Linked DNA regions of Zea mays: region 2 is linked to region 1. Evidence: chromatin contacts called from public Hi-C data. All regions are on one chromosome and are shown on one strand. Each heading gives the region's core, a stretch centred on a gene start, on an enhancer-like site or on the middle of the called end of the contact. The rest is flanking DNA. Distances are from core to core; before and after follow the strand shown. Region 1 holds the start of LOC100284040 (elongation factor Tu). Region 2 holds the start of LOC100278330.

Region 1 (4,083 bases), core at 687-3,186:
GCAACAAATTGATTCGTATCACAAAAGCAATATAAATGAATCAAGATAGGTTTGCTAAGAAAGTCCAGCAAGCAAGATTGTATATGTTATAGTGCTGCTTATATACTCTAAAGTCTAAAAGGTGCAGATAGACTACATTCATGTGTCTGTGGCATCATCAAGCTTCATTTTAAGCGTATCAACACTATTATAGGGTAACAGAACCAAGAAACAATTGGACATGTAACAGTAGATGGTACCTCTTAGCCAAATCAGTTGCAACCAGATAAGTGTATCTTTGTCGTGAATGTCATAAATTATGCAAATTCACTTGGCGAAAGAGTGTCATACTACAATTTCACATGAACAACCCCTAAAACTCAACACATAATAACAACTACAGAGCATTTCGCTTTGAGTAAACAAGGAAAATTCTCGTGGTGGATGTGATATATCCAGTTTACTCAATGATTTTGTTGATGACACCAGCACCAACAGTCTTACCACCCTCACGGATAGCAAACCTCATACCCTGCTCACAAGCAACAGGCTGGATGAGCTGAACAACCATCTTGATACGGTCACCAGGCATGCACATCTTCGCCTCCTCATCTTTGTCATTCATAATCACAGTCACATTCCCTGTCACATCGGTTGTCCTCATGTAGAACTGCGGGCGGTAACCAGGGAAGAAAGGTGAGTGCCGGCCACCCTCTTCCTTCTTAAGCACATACACAACAGCCTCAAACTTGGTGTGCGGTGTGATAGAGCCGGGCTTTGCCAGCACCATGCCTCTCTCAATGTCATCCTTCTGCATACCACGGAGCAGCAGTCCGACATTGTCTCCAGCCATGGCATCGTCCATGGTCTTCTGGAACATCTCAACGCCAGTCACGGTGCAGTTCCGGGTGTCCCGGATTCCAACGATATCGACTGTGTCACCAATCTTGACGGTGCCACGCTCGATACGGCCAGTGGCAACTGTACCACGACCGGTGATGGAGAAGACATCTTCAACAGCGAGTAAGAACGGGAGGTCGGTCTGCCGCTGTGGCACTGGAATGTAGGAATCCACAGAATCAACCAGCTTGAAGATGCAGTCCACCCACTCATCGTCGCCGCGCTTCAGGGTAGGGTTGCCCATGAGGGCCTCGAGCGCCTTGAGGGCGGAGCCAGCGACGATTGGCACCTCGTCGCCGTCGTACTCATAGTTGCTGAGCAGCTCGCGGACTTCCAGCTCGACGAGCTCGAGCAGCTCCTCGTCGTCGACCATGTCCTTCTTGTTGAGGAAGACAACGATCTTGGGAACGCCGACCTGCTTGGCGAGGAGAATGTGCTCTTTGGTCTGCGGCATGGGACCGTCGGCGCCAGAGACGACGAGGATGGCGCCGTCCATCTGCGCAGCGCCGGTGATCATGTTCTTGACATAGTCGGCGTGGCCGGGGCAGTCGACGTGCGCGTAGTGGCGGGTCTCGGTCTCGTACTCGACGGTGGCGGTGTTGATGGTGATACCGCGGGCACGCTCCTCGGGGGCGGCATCGATCTCGTCGTACTTCTTGGGCGCGCTGCCGCCGACGGAGGCGAGCACCATGGTGAGCGCGGCGGTGAGGGTGGTCTTGCCGTGGTCGACGTGACCGATGGTGCCGATGTTTACGTGCGGCTTGGTGCGCTCGAACTTTCCCCTCGCCGCGCGCACCACCAGCAGGCTCCCGCGCCGCTGCCCTCCTGCCGCCGCCCGGCTCCGCAGCCGCGCCGGCTGCGCGGAGAAGCCCAGGGAGGTGGAGAGCCGGACGCGGCTCCTGGATGAGGAGGCCTGCGGGAAGAGGAGTGAGGTGGAGGCCGAGGTGAGGGAGGCCATGGCGGGCGGCGGAGGCGGAGGATGAGCGGGAGGTGGGGATTATTTGGGGATGGATAGGGAGAGGCGAGAGAGTAGGGGTTTGCGCTGCTTATCTAGAAGGGAAGCGCAGCGAGAGGAGAGGGCGGGGGATAAGCCGGCGGGCGCAATCGCCAGCCGCTCGATGGGTGGGCGCCTCGGGCCCGTGTCGGATACGTGAAAAAAAATGGGTACGTTTGGGCCAGAAAAAATTGGGGTGAGGCCCAGGATGCGCCTCGTCGGTGCCGTCGCCGCGGTGAACGCCAGCCTTGCCTTCGGTTTGCACCGCGCCAACTGCTCCGTCTACCGTGTCACATGGAGCCACGTAAACTGAAACGGCCTTTAGATTCTGGAACGTTCGCCCCAGATGGAAAACGCCATTGCTGAGCACAACGGTAGGTCGGAGACGAGTCCTAGCCTCTACCTGATAGAGTGAAAAATAGAGTACGCGGTGTTCGGAGATAGAAGTTTGAAATAAGGAATGAGATTGAGAGTGAGACAGAGGATCTGTTTTACACGAGACTATATTCAACCCTACTTCTCTTCTCTATATCTTTCCAGTTTCCTCTATATTTCATTCTTATTTATTCACTAAGTGAGTGCCCGTACGTTGTAACGAGAACATATAATACTACGATAACTTATATATAAAATATGTGTTATACTGTTATTAGAAAAGGTTTCATAATTCATTTGTGATCCTAACCATACATAAATTTTGTTATTTTAATCTAGCAATTTCACCACTACATTGCAACCATCAGTATCACGCAGACTTCGATATATGTCACGATCTCATCATTGAACAATACGTCCCACAACTACCGGAAGAAGTTCTCTCGTACATCATCAGTCATCAAGCACGCACCATTATACGTGTTTGCTTAAAAAAGGCAAATATGTGTATTTGCAAAAAGAATTAAAGGCAGGTTGTCACAAAAGCTACCCCGACGGTGGCAAGGATGATGAGCTGGTCATTGTTGTCGGTCCTCCTCTGCGTCACCTCCGACGCCGAGATGATGCCACAGTGCTTGATATAGTAGTCGTCGAACGCGCGAGACATGACGAGTACCAATAACTCTTGGCTGGACTGCCAGACGAAATGCACCCCGGGCTCATCGAGGTAGTGCACCTAGTCGTTGCACCACCGGATGCGCTACTCCTCTACATACATCATGTTCGAGAACACTCACAACGTCAGCAACGGCCGTCATTCCAGCGCACAAGAATTCATGACCGGTCAGTAGCGACTTACGTGACAGATTGGGCTTTAGGTGGACGATGAGCTGGACGGTGTGATGGCATCATCGTCGGATGTAGTGCTCAGAACAACCCGAGAGTCGCCGACGTTGGCGACGACCACAAGGTCCCCCTACTTGGCGATGGACAGTGAGGTACAACCGCTCTGGATCGTGTCCAAGCGGCGGCTGCACCGGAGCTTGTCGTACACAGCGGCGCATGCGGCCCCGTACGATTGCTTCTGAAAGTCGCCTAGAGGGGGGTAATAGGCAAAACCTGAAATTTATAAACTTAAACTTGCACTAAGGTCGGGGTTAGCATTATAATTAAATGATAGTTCTCCTTGCTTAGAGTTGCTCAATCAATGCTGATGACCTTTGGGGGCAAACTCAAATCAATATGAGCAAGGGAATTTTTAGAGAGGAAAAACAAATCAAGTGAGGATTGACGAGTGGACACGGTGATTTGTTTTACCGAGGTTCAGTTCCAAAGAACTTAGTCCCCGTTGAGGAGGCCACAAAGGCTAGGTCTATTTCAACCATTTCCCTCTCTCAATCGGTCACTCAAACCGGTTGAGTGCTTCTTCTTAATCTCACGGGTCACTAAGACCCTGTAAGGATCACCACACAATTAGGTGTCTCTCGCAAGCTTTACAAAAACACTTAGAGACTTTAGAGAGAGATGAAGAAAGCACGATTAAAGAAACCAAGCAACAAGAGCAACAAATGAAACACGAATTACTCTCTCTTAAGTCACTAATCACTAATGATCACTTGTCTCAGTTGTGGAACTTTGAGAGATTGGAAGCTTTGATTGTGTCTTGGGATGGATTGCTAGCTCTTGTATTGAATGCGTATGAGTGGAGTGCTTGGGTGAAGTGACTGGAGGTGGTTGGGGTTGTATTTATAGCCTCCAACCACTTTCTAGCCGTTGCTCCTTTTCTACCGACCGCGGACGGTCCGCGCCTCTGGTCCGGACGGTCTGCCCCTGCA
Region 2 (4,083 bases), core at 951-3,450, 160 kb before region 1:
TATTAGGTCCGTGCACATTGATTCTGTTGGGGTGATGGTTCTAGTTATTCTGTTACAATTTCATTCATTTCATTAAAGTTCCAATCATTTTGTTATAGTTTCATCCATCCACTTATTCAGTCAATCCATTGCAATTTTGGTCATTCCGTTACGGTTTTAGTCATTTCATTACAGTCTCATGTTACGGTTTCAGTAATTCCATTACAGATTTAGTCATCTCATTATAGTTTCAGTCGTTTCGTTACAGTTTCATTTATTCCATTACAATTCGTGTTACTCATTCTAATACAATATCAGCCGATGATTCCAACAACTGATAGTCACATCGTCCCAACATCAAATGGCCGGATGGCTCATTTTTCTCTTGGTTTGAATTTTCTGTACTATTCCATGGCAATTGTTGAACATATACAACAGCACACCTTTAGCGCTCAATTTACATGTCAAGCAGGCACCAAGAGGCTAGTCATAATAAGCTTACAAGGCAGATACAAAGCTGCATACACAAGTACTAAGCAGCAATATTTTATTAACATTCCAGTGAAGGTTACATTCACAAATCGAGTTGCACAGAACATGGAACTGCATTCTGAAGGAGATATAACCTTACTTCAGAATGGTCCTCCTTCGCACGGCAATGAGCCAACCTTCATGCCTTTTTTCTGAGCGATTGCCTTCAATTCCTCCGACATCGCGCTCTCCTCGATGATCACATGATTCAACCTAGCGGCGCGCTGGGCAAAGAGCTCAACGTTACCTACAGCAATGCCCGGACAGCGGGAGATGTCAAGGATCTCCAGTGACTGCCCACAGTGCCTAAGCAGCGAGAGGAGCGAGCCTCCCGTCAGGCCCCGGCACCCCCTGAGCCTGATGTCGATGAGATTCCGGCAGGATGAAAGCATGGCGCCGATCACCTTGTCGTTCAGTGTCTCATTGTAAGACAGGTTAAGTCGACGGAGCCGCGGCATGCTCTGACTGAGGAATGTCAGCAACCCGGGCTCCCGCTCCACCACGTCGCAACTCACCAAGGCGAGCTCTTCTATGCCGGCTCCGGCGGCTGTGCGTGCCAGGGACCGGAGGCCGTCCCCTGTGATAAGGACGCAGCTCTGGAGGCGAAGTGAAGCTAGGCCATGTGTAGCATTGTGAACTGAGTCAGCTCCAATGGCGAGGAGATGATCGTTGTGCAGGTCAAGCGGGAGGCGAAGGTCCAAGGTGTGCAGACCAGCAGCACGCTGCTGGATGAACCGGTGAAGGGCCTCGCTGCCGCCGCCGTCATAGACCAGGAGGGACGTTAGCGTGCGGCAATGGTCGGCTGCAAGGAGGAGTACACGGTCGGCGACAGCACGGCAAGCACGAAGCTCAAGCGCGAGCAAGCCAGCAAGGCAACCCGCGAAGGCCAGCGACGCGGGCCCGTCCCCGGTACCGTCGCAGGCGCGCAGCTGCAACCACTTGAGGCTCCCGCACCGCCGCCACAGCCACCCAAGCCCGCGGTCGCCGGAGCGGATGCCGCAAAGTGACAGCTTCTCCAGCGGCAATGTCCCTGCGACGTCCTCGGCCTCGCCGTCGGCGTCATCCGAGCTCGAGCCCGCGGAGTCAACGGTGGCGGCGGAGTTGACAAGGGCGAACGACTTGAGGCGCGGCAACAGCTTGAGCCAGCGGAAAGATAGGGGGCGGACAGCGGTGAGGTGGAGCGACGTCAGACCGGCGAGTGCAGGGCAGACCGTGAGCAGCGCGGCGGGGGAGACCGCCCAATCGGGCAAGAGCCGCAGCGTGGAGAGCCGGGAAGCGGCCGGCGCGGCCGCGACAGCGAGCAGCACGGCGTCGGCGTCGTGGACCGGCGTACCAGCGGAGACCACGGTCAGGGCGGCGAGGAAGGGGTAGTGAGACAGCAGGGCGGCGAGGGTCGCCGCCGAGGAGGCAGGCAGGCGGAGGCTGAGGGACGACGTCGCGGCCCTGAGGAGTGCGAGCCAGCGGCGGGAGACGAGGGACACGGCCGGTGCAGCGGAGGGCGGTAGAAGGCCGAACACCACCTGCAGCAGGTCGTCGCAGAGCGCGGTGTCCATGCTGCCGCCGTAGCAGCCAGCGCGACGAGCGCCGCCGCCGCCAGCGGCGGCGGCGGCGTGACGGGAGCTTGTCGGCGCCGTCGGTGCGTTGTGGGACCAGTCAAGCCATCGGATTGGGGCACCCGGCCGGACGCGCGGGTGGGGGAGAGGTGGGGAAGCGGTGGGATGGGGAATGGAATTGCTGCGGATTGGGGAAGGTGGGGGGTAGTTCTTGTGCTTTTGTCGAGCCGTGCTGAAGTTTCACGTTTCCAGAGTCTTCAGTCCGGGCCCCACCGGCCTCCCGTTGCACCAATTGCAAACGCAACGGGGATAACGCTCCACAGCTACAACCGCGGCGGGACCTTCCTCTGGCCTGGAACTGGAAGCAAGCACATCAACAACAAAAAATGGCAGCGCCACCTCTCGGCCTCGCTTGCAGGGTCGCCGGCGCCTTCACCACCCCGGCCGTGGCGCATTCCGGCTTCCTCCCCCGACACCTTGCCCGTGGTCTCCTCCCTTCAAAGGTTGGGGCTTTTACTTGAGCATCTCCCTCTCGTTGGCTGTGCTCTGTTCATTCATGGCCCTGTGTGTCCACTGTCCAGAGATGGAGCGGGGTGGTGAGGATGGGGGCGGTGGTCGGAGGAGGAAAGGAGGGGGAAGAGGACGAGGAGCTGAGACAGACCAAGGAGCAGGCTGCCGCCAGGAGGCGGTGGGAGGCCCTGGTGAGGTTCTTTCACCTCGTTTGTAACCCTGCTCATTTTATTTGCAGTGCAAATTTATCCTCAAGTTACTCTCAGCTCGAAACTGCAGTACTGCTGGAATGCTTTTTTCCTTCTATTTTTTTCGTGTAAATGCAATGTGTGCTTGAATTTAGCACCAGCACATTATATTATATGATGTCTGTGTCAGCAATGGAGATACTGGGAATGGTGAAACGGAAGAAGCAGGAGAAGACAACGTGAAGCAGAGGCTTTCCAAGCGTACACGCAGGCCAAATGTGCTTGTTACTGGGCCAATGTGGGCCAAATAGGCTGCTAGACGTTGGCTAAGACCTATTATATATGCTGCTCTATTGTAATGTGGGATGAACTTTTGGAAGAAAATACTACTGAATATACGAGACGCCGTCTGGCTCTCGTGTCCCTCCGTATTCCCTCTTGTTCTTCCCCTTGCACATGCTATAACAATCCGATCCCCTTCCCTGATCTTAACATCTGGTATCAGAGCCTACACCCTGGATCTCACGGTTCCGATTCCGCGTCGACCACGTTCAGCCGCCATGGCACCAGCCGAGACCTCCGTCTCCAAGGTGCTGGAGGAGTTGCAGCAAATGGAAATCCGTCTGACGAGCGCCATCGAAGGGCGTTGTGGCCTTCTCGAGCGCAACTTCGACGATCGCTGCGTCGCCCTCGGTCGCCACCTCGAGCAATGCTACGACGACCTCGCGCACCGCGTCGACGACGCGGAACAACGTGCGACCGCGCGTTTCATCACTGTCGAGATGGCACAAGCAGAGTTCGAGCAGTGGACTCCCACAATTGAGAAGCGCGTCGCCGATCTGTCCTTGGAGGTGACACGGGCTACGCGATTCCTCGAACGCGAGCACCGGACTCCCGCTTTCCACCAGCCGGGTCTCTTCGGCCAACATGAGTCGGCCGCCGGGCGCCCACCTCACGGAATCAATGCCGACGGGCCGTTAGGCCACCGCGACAACAAACATCACCGGGATCGCGAGTTTGGGTTCCGATCCCAAACGCGTGACCCGGTCAAGGGTACGAACCATTCCCCACCACTTAACTCAGATCAGTTCTACTCCAATGAATTCCATGAGCAGCATCGGGGGGGTTTTGGTCGATTACCTATGATTAATTTTCCTCGATTTGACGGTAACCAACCACAGCTATGGAAATCCAAATGTGAAAGCTATTTTGATATGTATGAGGTCCATTACAGTGTCTGGGTGCGGGTGGCGATTATGCATTTTGATGGTCGCGCATCCCGTTGGTTACAGTCTGTGGAACGTAGGATTCGTCAACTGTCA

The links. Hi-C and Micro-C count contacts between places; a contact is called where the count stands out from the background.
Region 2: a contact with region 1 is called in a Hi-C map of tassel, with 2.7 times the contacts expected there. The contact joins the promoter of LOC100278330 here to the promoter of LOC100284040 in region 1. A contact is called at or near these places in 2 of 25 Hi-C or Micro-C datasets (leaf and tassel).

What each region holds. Positions count from the first base shown.
Region 1 is chr5:184,367,487-184,371,569 of Zm-B73-REFERENCE-NAM-5.0, reverse strand. It overlaps LOC100284040 (elongation factor Tu), which reads right to left and starts at 1,936. Exons shown (of 1, transcript NM_001156938.2): 1 at 215-1,936. The coding sequence starts at 1,837. The coding sequence ends at 440.
Region 2 is chr5:184,524,109-184,528,191 of Zm-B73-REFERENCE-NAM-5.0, reverse strand. It overlaps LOC100278330, which reads right to left and starts at 2,200. Exons shown (of 1, transcript NM_001151641.2): 1 at 365-2,200. The coding sequence starts at 2,063. The coding sequence ends at 612. LOC100274541 reads left to right here and starts at 2,394. Exons shown (of 10, transcript NM_001360606.1): 1 at 2,394-2,566; 2 at 2,645-2,764. The coding sequence starts at 2,450.